2 separate regions of the Oncorhynchus mykiss genome follow, and region 1 is linked to region 2. The links are chromatin contacts, called in public Hi-C maps. All regions are on one chromosome and are shown on one strand. Each heading gives the region's core, a stretch centred on a gene start, on an enhancer-like site or on the middle of the called end of the contact. The rest is flanking DNA. Distances are from core to core; before and after follow the strand shown.

Region 1 (5,368 bases), core at 993-3,492, 340 kb after region 2:
ATAGGGTTTTCAAGTGTCTGTCCTATATCTAGGAGATATAAGAAAGCTCATGGAGTAAATAAATATATATGACAGATATTTAACCCATTTTTGGGGGTAGGCACAAAACTACTTTATTTATTTAATTTTTATTTCACCTTTATTTAACCAGATAGGCTAGTTGAGAACAAGTTCTCATTTACAACTGCGACCTGGCCAAGATAAAGCAAAGCAGTGCGACACAAACAACAACAGAGTTACACATGGAGTAAAACAAACATACAGTCAATAACACAATAAGGAACAAAATCTATATACAGTGTGTGAAAATGAGGTAAGATTAGGAAGGAAAGGCAATAAATAGGCCGTAGTGGCAAAGTCATTACAATTTAGCAATTAAACACAAGTGATAGATGTGCAGAAGATTAATGTGCAAGTAGAGATACTGGGTTGCAAATGTATATTAGCGAGCAGAATAGTGTCCAACTAATTCACCAACTACACCCCCATACACTTTTTTACCTAGTACCAGTTACCTTCAGACGATTCCTGTGACACTCACAGAACCAAACGGAGAGAACCTCCCCTTTCCACAGTGGGGTCACATTAGTCTGCCCAAACGGTTCCGATGCTACAAACAGGTTGGCACCTCGGCGGTACCAACTTCAGCCGAGTACCATGGGGCCAAACCGTTCGGACGCTACAGACGTTTTCATGAGAAGACAGACTGTCGGGATGTTTCATGGTCTGACAGCTGTATCTCAGCCACCTAACACTGCAAATGCAGAAAGCCACCATAGGCAGAAGCGGTGGATCTCTAGCTTAAACTGGCAGATTTTGATAGTATTTTTTACATCAATAGAGTCTAGGGGGTTAAATAATGTTCTACTTAATTATTTTAATTCCTCTGAACATCACAGTCCTTTATGTCATTGATCAATATAAACCCAACAATAATATTTAATGCAACCGTTTTCTACAGTTTGGACGAATGATTACACCCCAGACTCCCTGACAGATCTAAATGCCAGCCCAGCTGGCTCGTGTTCTCACCTTGTTGCTCGAGCCTCTCAAATTGAAGGATTTGAATTATAAAACGGAAGCAAACTACAGGTTCTGACAGCTCGCTATAATTTACATACACTGATCAATCAAGTCACCGTTTTCTAGACCTAGTAGAAGTTGAGGTGAGAGCAGATAGCTAAAAAATAGCTGCTATAAATGGGGGAAAGGTAATGTTACTGGGATTAAATTCAGTGTAGTCCGTATCAAACTAATCTGAAACATTTAACATTGGCAGGAATTGGAAGACAAAGGACAGTCACATAGCGGAAAACCTGGTAATAAACATGTATTTGACTGATTTAGCTATTTATAATCAGCGAGCAGAAGTGTCCAACTAATGCAAGAATTCACCAACTCACACACAAACAATGTGGATTATGTCTCCGACACCTATCGATTTAGATTTTTTTTTACTACAAATAAAAACAATTTGAGCTCGAAATGGTGGCTGTCCGTAACATTGAATTTTAATTTACGATGCAAAACCGTTATGATTAATAATATAGTTATGACGACTATATCCAGCTGGCTAACTAACATTTGATAGCCAAGCTAGCTAAAGGATAGCGAGCTGTGAGTCACAAATTGTACCTTTAGCTGGCAGCGAGAATATGTTTTGTTGTTCACAATTGTTGTAGCTTGCTAGTTTGCTAACTAACATTAAAATCTAGCTACAGTAGCGTTGACATAGTTACACAGGTAAATTGCTATTAGCTAAATTAGTGCATCTGAATTCATAGATACGTGTCAGTTTCATAGATAACTAAGTTATAGTAGCATCGAGTTAATTGCAAACATAAGGAAGCGCTAGGTGTATTGACAGTAAAGCTGTTTGTTACAGCTAGAGAACATAGCAATATAAAAATGCACATACAAATGGGCCTACTTTAAGGTTACCACATTACATGTCAAAGTAACTTGAAATTGTTCATTAGCTACCGTCGGCAATTTGATTGAGGGTTCCTGACCGACTAACTCACGTTAGCATATACCGTTAGCTAGCTATCCGCGCTAGCCTTAATACCGAACGTTCAAATACACTTTCGCAAACCCAATATTTGAAATAATTTATGCTTACACTTACCCGTTATCTAAGTGTAGATCAATTGAGGAAATATGTTTGCTCTTAGAATCATGAAAATTTGCTTTACGGTCAAATGAGAGCACGCAATTCACGTCTTCTTCTCCACCTTCGCGTTATGTTACAGAGCCACGACACAGCAATGCAACCTGTGTCCAATAACTCTCCAGGCCCAGGCATAGCCGCTTCCTGTTTATGTTTCACAATCATCTTTCCGGTAGGGGAACATAAATGTGAACCATATTCTAGCACTTATGTCATCTAAACGTGTTAACACAGAACACATTTTATTTAAATAATAATATTCATCCTGCAATGTTATTTGATAACAAGGCAGTTTGGTATGTCTATATTTCTGATCTGAACATGTTTCTTCTGAACATGTTTCTGAACATGTTTCTCCTACCAGTCCAGAGTCTTCAACTCCAGGAGAAACCCTGGAGAAACGAATTAATTAAAAAGTTAACCATTAGTCTGGTTTTATATAAACTAATTGTATTTGTAATACACAGTCTGTCACCATCTATTTAACCGATCCTACATGTTTTTACTCAAACATCAGAGGAAGCGAAGACAGTACAACATTGCGAGTGTTTCCAGTACTGTAGAAATCCACTATGCACAGGAAGTGCCACGTGTACCAACTGCGCATGCTTGAAGAGGTTTTACGTGTTCGTGCTGGGTGGGGAATCCCAAGAAGAGTGAAGGAACACAGATATTACGGAAAGGACAGTCTCACACGATTTTATTGACAAGGCCTACACCCGTAGTTGGACGGGGAACGGTCCTAACCATGGTCTGTGATAGCTAACGAGTCGACTAATTCACTTTTTTTTTTTTTCAACCTGAAAGACGCTCCGTTAAACAAACATATCCCATTGCTAGCTAAACAGCTATCTTAGCTGGTTAGCTAAGTAAGACGCAGCTAACTATTCGCCAACGAAGCTTTTAAATTTGATTACGGTCGGTGTCTATTTCAAGATGTCCAGTACGGGGTTCAACTTTCAGAATGGACCAGGAGGACAGCCATACGCAAATGGTGAGCAATTTCGCATTAATATTAGCTAGCTAACATTACCTAATCACAACTGTTTAGTAACTAGCGCGTTAACAAGATAGGCTTTTACTTTATCCTAATCTGATTTGGCTGGTTAGCAAGCTGGCTAGCTAACTACATTAGCTTGCTGCCTTGCGAATAATGCTAACCTAAAAGATGGCTAATGTTAGTGGTGAGCTAATTTACGCTTATCAAGACTACAGTTTTAAATTAACATTGTTCATGTTAGTTAAGTTAGCATTTGGATATAAGTGATCGCTTTGATTGATACCTAACTTTGAGCTAGCTAGGATAATCTGTTTTAGCTAGTCGTTGACAAATTTACTGACGTATCTAGCTATCTACACTTAGTTATAGCTGCAATTTGTGTCAGTCTCTAGTCTAACTGATAATTAACGTTAGCTAGCGACTAGTGCTACCTTGAATGACGTTAGTCAACTCAATTGAAGATCAAGTTCAGGGGAGAGACTGATAGTTTGGGTCATGATGATGCTACAAGTTGTCAGTTGAGCTAGCCAATTTTCTACTGTAGTTAGCTATAACTAGTTGACGCGTACGTGGATCTTATATTTGGGTAATTGACCAAAAATATTAGCTATACAATTTGAGTCTTGTAATTTGATTGATACCCTGTCGACTGCTAAACTTTCATCCTCTAGTTGATTTAGTCTTTGTTTAGGGCTAAACCTTCCTCTCATTTGTTGAGGTTCTTTGTGTAAGGGTCGCGTGACTTCGTTGCGTACTTCGTTGCCTTTTTCGAATCACTTGGCTGGTGTCACATAAAATGTAAAATTATAGTTATAATCGTATTATGCTTTGCAACATCTACTCAGAAGTGAATGACGTACCACAGCGCTTTTTTTGTGCTCTACCTCTGTGCACATGTGGCACATTGGGACGATCCGTTTTAGTTGCATTACTTTTTTTTACTTTTAAATTCAGTAGTATAAATATACTTTTTGTCTGGCATTTCTCTCCCTGAATGACATATAAAGTACATACATACATACAGTACCAGTCAAAAGTTTGGACACACTTACTCATTCCAGGGGGTTCTCTTTATTTATTTACTACTTTCCACATTGTAGAATAATAGTGAAGACATCAAAACTATGAAATAACACATGAAATCTTGTAGTAACCAAAAAGTGTTAAACAATAAAAATATTTTTTATATTTGAGATTCATCAGTAGCCACTTTTTGCCTTGATGACAGCTTTGCCCACACTTGGCATTCTCTCAACCAGCTTCATGATGTAGTCACCTGGAATGCATTTCAATTAGCAGGTATGCCTCAAGTTAATTTGTGGAATTTCTTTCCTCATTGTGTTTGAGCCAATCAGTTGTGTTGTGACAAGGTAGGGTTGGTATACAGAAGAGAGCCCTATTTGGTAAAACACCAAGTCCATATTATGGCAAGAACAGCTCAAATAAGCAAAGAGAAACAGCAGTCCATCATTACTTTAAGACATGAAGGTCAGTCAATCTGGAACATTTCAAGAACTTTGAAAGTTTCTTCGAGTGCAGTCGCAAAAACCATCAAACGATATGATGAAACTGGCTCTCAAGAGGAACGCCACAGGAAAGGAAGATCCAGAGTTACCTTTGCTACAGAGGATAAGTTCATTAGTTAACTGCACCTCAGATTGCAGCCAAAATAAATGCTTCACAGAGTTCAAGTAACAAGACACTTCTCAACATCAACTGTTCAGAGGAGACTGCGTGAATCAGGCCTTCATGGTGGAAAATGCTGCAAAGAAACCACTACTAAAAGACACCAATAAGAAGAAGACTTGCTTGGGCCAAGAAACACGAGCAAAGGATATTAGACTGGTGGAAATCTGTACTCTGGTCTGATGAGAGCAAATTTGTGATTTTTGGTTCCAACCGCTGCGTCTTTGAGAGACGCGGAGTAGGTGAGCGGATGATCTCTGCATGTGAGGTTCCCTCCGTGGTGGAGGTGGTGTGATGTGGAGGTGCTTTGGTGGTGACACGGTCAGTGATTTATTTAGGATTCAAGGCACACTTAATCAACATGGCTACCACAGCATTCTGCCGCGAAACACCATCCCATCTGGTTGGTGCTTAGTGGGACTATCATTTATTTTTCAACAGGACAATGACCCAGGGTGTTCAAGGGCTATTTTACCAAGAAGGAGAGTGATGGAGTGCTGCATTAGATGACG
Region 2 (5,219 bases), core at 2,663-5,162:
ACTCCATGTGTAACTCTGTTGTCTGTTCACACTGCTATGCTTTATCTTGGCCAGGTTGCAGTTGTAAATGAGAACTTGTTCTCAACTAGCCTACCTGGTTAAATAAAGGTGATTTTTTTATATTTTTTAAATAAACTCAAACTGGACTGTTTTAACTCAATCTCTTCATTCAGACTCAAATCATGGACACTGACAGTTTGGCTGCTTTGCATGATATACTTACGTTTCTACCTTCTTGCCCTTTGTGCTGTTGTCTGTGGCCTTTAATGTTTGTACCATGTTTTGTGCTGCTACCATGTTGTGCTGCTGCCATGTGTAGTCGTCTTAGGCCTCTCTTTATGTAGTGTTGGGATGTGTTTTGTGTTTTTTTTAATAAAGGGAACACTTAAACACAATGTAACTCCAAGTCAATCACACTTCTGTGAAATCAAACTGTCCACTTAGGAAGCAACACTGATTGACAACACATTTCACATGCTGTTGTGCAAATGGAATAGACAACAGGTGGAAATTATAGGCAATTAGCAAGACACCCCCAATAAAGGAGTGGTTCTAAAGGTGCTGACCACAGACCAGTTCTCAGTTCCTATGCTTCCTGGCTGATGTTTTGGTCACTTTAGTGGTAGCATGAGACAGAGAGTACAACCCACACAAGTGGCTCAGGTAGTGCAGCTCATCGAAGATGGCACATCAATGCGAGCTGTGGCAAGAAGGTTTGCTGTGTGTCAGCGTAGTGTCCAGAGCATGGAGGCACTATCAGGAGACAGGCCAGTACATCAGGAGACATGGAGGAGGCCGTAGGAGGGCAACAACCCAGCAGCAGGACCGCCTCCTCCGCATTTGTGCAAGGAGGAGCACTGCCAGAGCCCTGCAAAATGACCTCCAGCAGCCCACAAATGTGCATGTGTCTGCTCAAACAGTCAGAAACAGACTCCATGAGGGTGGTATGAGGGCCCGACGTCCACAGGTGGGGGTTGTGCTTACAGCCCAACACTGTGCAGGACGTTTGGCATTTGCCAGAGAACAACAAGATTGGCAAATTAGCCACTGGCGCCCTGTGCTCTTCACAAATGAAAGCAGGTTCACACTGAGCACATGTGACAGTCTGGAGACGCCGTGGAGAACGTTCTGCTGCCTAAAACATCCTCCAGCATGACCGGTTTGGCGGTGTGTCAGTCATGGTGTGGTGTGGCCGCACAGCCCTCCATGTGCTCACCAGAGGTAGCCTGACTGCCATTAGGTACCGAGGTGAGATCCTCAGACCCCTTGTGAGACCATATGCTGGTGCGGTTGGCCCTGGGTTCCTCCTAATGCAAGACAATGCTAGACCTCATGTGGCTGGAGTGTGTCAGCAGTTCCTGCAAGAAGAAGGCATTGATGCTATGGACTGGCCCGCCCGTTCCCCAGACTTGAATCCAATTGAGCACATCTGGGACATCATGTCTCGCTCCATCCACCAACGCCACGTTGCACCAGACTGTCCAGGAGTTGGCGGACGCTTTAGTCCAGGTTTGGGAGGAGATCCCTCAGGAGACCATCCGCCACCTCATCAGGAGCATGCCCAGGCGTTGTAGGGAGGTCACACACACTACTGGGCCTCAGTTTGACTTGTTTTAAGGACAGTACATCAAAGTTGGCTCAGCCTGTAGTGTGGTTTTCCACTTTAATTTTGAGTGTGACTCCAAATCCAGACCTCCATGGGTTGATACATTTGATTTCCATTGATAATTTGTGTGTGATTTTGTTGTCAGCACATTCAACTATGTAAAGAAAAAAGTATTTAATAAGAATATTTCATTCATTCAGATCTAGGATGTTATTTTAGTGTTCCCTTTATTTTTTTGAGCAGTGTATTTTTAAATCCCAGTCCTGTCCTCACAGGAGGCGTTTTGCCTTTTGGCAGGCAGTCATTGTAAATAAGACTTTGTTCTTAAATAACTTGCCTAGATAAATAAAATGTTAAATAATTAAACATGCCAGACCAGGAAATAGTTCAATAGTGTAATAAAACAATTGACAAGACAATAGTTATAAGAAAACCTTTAGCCTAGAATGATTTCACAGAATAAACAAAGTGTGAAGTTCATCGGTAAATCACTCTTCCCCCGTTCTGTAATTTGTATCCCAAGCAAGATGTCATTCCACCAGTGTTATATTGAGTCATAGAGCCCAGCAACAATGTGGTAGTGATGCAACACAGAATCAATCACATTCAAAGCTAATTTTACTCTGGCTACGCATTCTGCTGAACACATTAACAAAATGCACAGGGGATGGATGCGTCAGCCATGACTGAGCAAATGTGTGCTCTAAAACCACACCACTACTATGCTTATACCTACTGTTTAAGAGCTGGTCAATCACATGTTCAGGGGTATGTGAGAAAACTGATTACAACAACATGGAAACCATTGAGTAAATGGCAAAACCACTCATTGAGACTGAACTCCACAGGATAATAGAATATGATCACTGACACCTTGTAGCCTAGTGGTGAATATTTGGCAATGGGAAATTCTAGCCGAGTACCACTTTCATCCATACTGTAATCCTGGCCTCTAACCTACAAATCATCTCAGGACATGAATCACCTGTTTGTAAACAAGTCAAACGAGTACATGAGTAGACACACCTAGTTACTAAAAAAAAGTATTTAAAACCACACATAAGTGTAACAGCCAAGTGAAAAGATTATCAATGAAGATTGATGTTAAATCCCTGCTCAAACCCTAGGTGACTTGATAAAGTGAAAGTTAAGTCTGACCTAGTTATTGTCATGTCCCACAGTTCAGTTCACGCAGGGTGGGAATCCAGGATGGGTGTACGTCTGTTTTACAACTGTATTCAAGTGTGTATGGTCTGACTATATCAAACAAATAAATGAAAATACTTGACATGTCTTTGACAAACGCAATGATTTTGCCACAGAACACTCAGTCATACGATCAGCACATACAGTATGACGCTAACCCCCCCCCCCCCCCCCCCAGGCCTCCCATAACTAAAATGAGACAGACAGTCTGAATGAGTTGGTAGTAAACCAGTTAACGAATGCAAGCCAATTATGTGACTTGCATTCTTTAGCTGGTCTTCAAGTTAGTCCACCACTACCGACACGTTTGCCATTTAAAACAAAAATGTGCCAAACAAAAACATGTTTCTATGAATGAATGTAAAGGTTTGGCATTTCCAAAATAAACCATACATATTGCTGCAGTGAAATGCTAAACCAGTTTTACAGCTGAGGAGAATGAGAAGTTGTGCAATGTAATGTGTTACTTACATCGGCGCCATTTTAAGAATGTCTGGTAAGAATGGAAGGGTCAAACAGCTACATTCGAATAGTTCTATATTTTGTAAGGCATACATGTTACTATTTCTGAAAGACTGACGAACATTTTAGACAGACCTACACGAGAAAGTTGGCTATATAAATAACCGCTCTTGAAACTAGACAGGATTATGTTATAAGCTATTTGGCAAGTGCTGATAGCGACAAACTGCGCAATATGTATAGTATCATCCCATGAATGTTACAATGAAACATTTTACAATAGGAAAGTTATATTTCCGTATACCTTACCTTTTCGCAAAGCGTTTTTACTTGGCTCTCTGACAGCTGTTTGCAGTCGTTGATTTGTTCGATCCATAAATCGATTTCCTTCGTAAAACACTTCTCGTCCATTCCTGATTGTTATTTTGGTTAATTCAATGGCACGGAAATTGTTATTTTCCTAAATACTCGCAATCCTCCCCCAAATTGACCAACCAAGTTGCATGCAGTTCTAATTGACACATACATTGACGAACGTACATGAACCGGATCGACTAAGATATATGGAGACGTCAGTAGCTGTTATCCCACCCTAGACCGTGATCCACTCAACACAAGTCGGACTGGGAGCGCCAGGGAAATGCCGCATTACTATTGGTCATCCAGTAGAAATCTTTGCATTCTTATTGGCTATTGGGCGACTCGTTTGCATGGCCCGGTACCCCGCGTAAGCGGAGGTCACGCTTCCATTGGTCCATAAGAAAAATCTCAATATCCGGGAAACCGGGCCATGCAAACGCACTGGTCCAGTGGTTGGTGCATTGTAACCCTTTGTTAATGACCGTCAGTAATGATACGTTGTTTTCACTTTGAAAATATTAATGGTTAGGGACAGATCGAAATTTACTGGGGTGGAGGGTGGTCAAAAATAGGGGAGGGTTGTCAATATTGTTTTTGTTGCTTTGGGGAGAGTTGTGTGGTTATTTAGAGGGGCACATGGGAGCCTAGTGCGTTTTTTCCCTGGTTTAGATTATAAATAATGGCGTGACTTACTTTTGATATTACCCTAATAAAGTTTAGAAACGTTTGTTAAGGTTTGGTATGGTGTGGCTATTATTAAGCTTTAGCTACTGCAGGCCTATGAAATGAAGGCAGTGCGCCCTGGCGCTCCAGCTGACTTTGACAGTTGAACTCGAGATGAGGAAGACTGTTTCATGCCTACCAGAGTTACTCCTATAATCTAACTATATAATGCTTATCTTTATACAAAATGTTCTGGTCGAAAATTTACGAATTACCCTCCTTCTAAACGTCTATATCTGTATAGCAGACGCAGTAGCCATCTGACATAGAGAAATGCATGTCGGTGTCATAGCATGCTTGCCGGCATACGGTGCCTTCAGAAAGTATTCAGACCCCTCGACTTTTTCACAATATTGTTACGTAACAGCCTTAATCTAAAATTGATTGATAAACATATTTCCTCAGCATTCTACACACAATACCCCATAACTACAAAGCAAATAATTTTTTTTGTTGTTGAGATTTTCCCAAATGTATAAAAAAAAAATACAGGACAAAAAGTCCTTATAAGTATTCAGGCCCCTTGCTATTAGACTTGAAATTGAGCTCAGGTGCATCCTGTTTCCATTGATCATCCTTGAGATGTTTCTACCATTTGATTGGAGTACACCTGTGGTAAATTCAATTGATTGGACATGATTTGGAAAGGCACACACCTGTCTATATAAGGTCCCACAATTGGCAGTGCATGTCCCAGCAAAAACCAAGCCATGAGGTCATAGGAATTGTCTGTCGAGCTCAGAGACAGGATTGTGTCGAGGCACAGATCTGGTAAAGGGTACCAAAAAATGTCTGCAGCATTGAAGGTCCCCAAGAACACCGTGGCCTCCATCATTCTAAAATGGAAGAAGTTTGGAACCAC

Evidence for each region. Hi-C and Micro-C count contacts between places; a contact is called where the count stands out from the background.
Region 1: a Hi-C map of blood shows a contact between it and region 2, with 13 times the contacts expected there. The contact joins the promoter of sar1a here to the promoter of LOC110533384 in region 2. A contact is called at or near these places in 2 of 3 Hi-C or Micro-C datasets (blood and liver).

What each region holds. Positions count from the first base shown.
Region 1 is chr10:15,496,894-15,502,261 of USDA_OmykA_1.1, forward strand. sar1a (SAR1 gene homolog A (S. cerevisiae)) reads right to left here and starts at 2,243. Exons shown (of 7, transcript NM_001160665.1): 1 at 2,129-2,243. It overlaps LOC110533411 (protein transport protein Sec24A), which reads left to right and starts at 2,740. Exons shown (of 24, transcript XM_021617569.2): 1 at 2,740-3,164. The coding sequence starts at 3,107.
Region 2 is chr10:15,150,361-15,155,579 of USDA_OmykA_1.1, forward strand. It overlaps LOC110533384 (serine/threonine-protein phosphatase 2A catalytic subunit alpha isoform), which reads right to left and starts at 3,913. Exons shown (of 7, transcript XM_021617524.2): 1 at 3,584-3,913. The coding sequence starts at 3,685.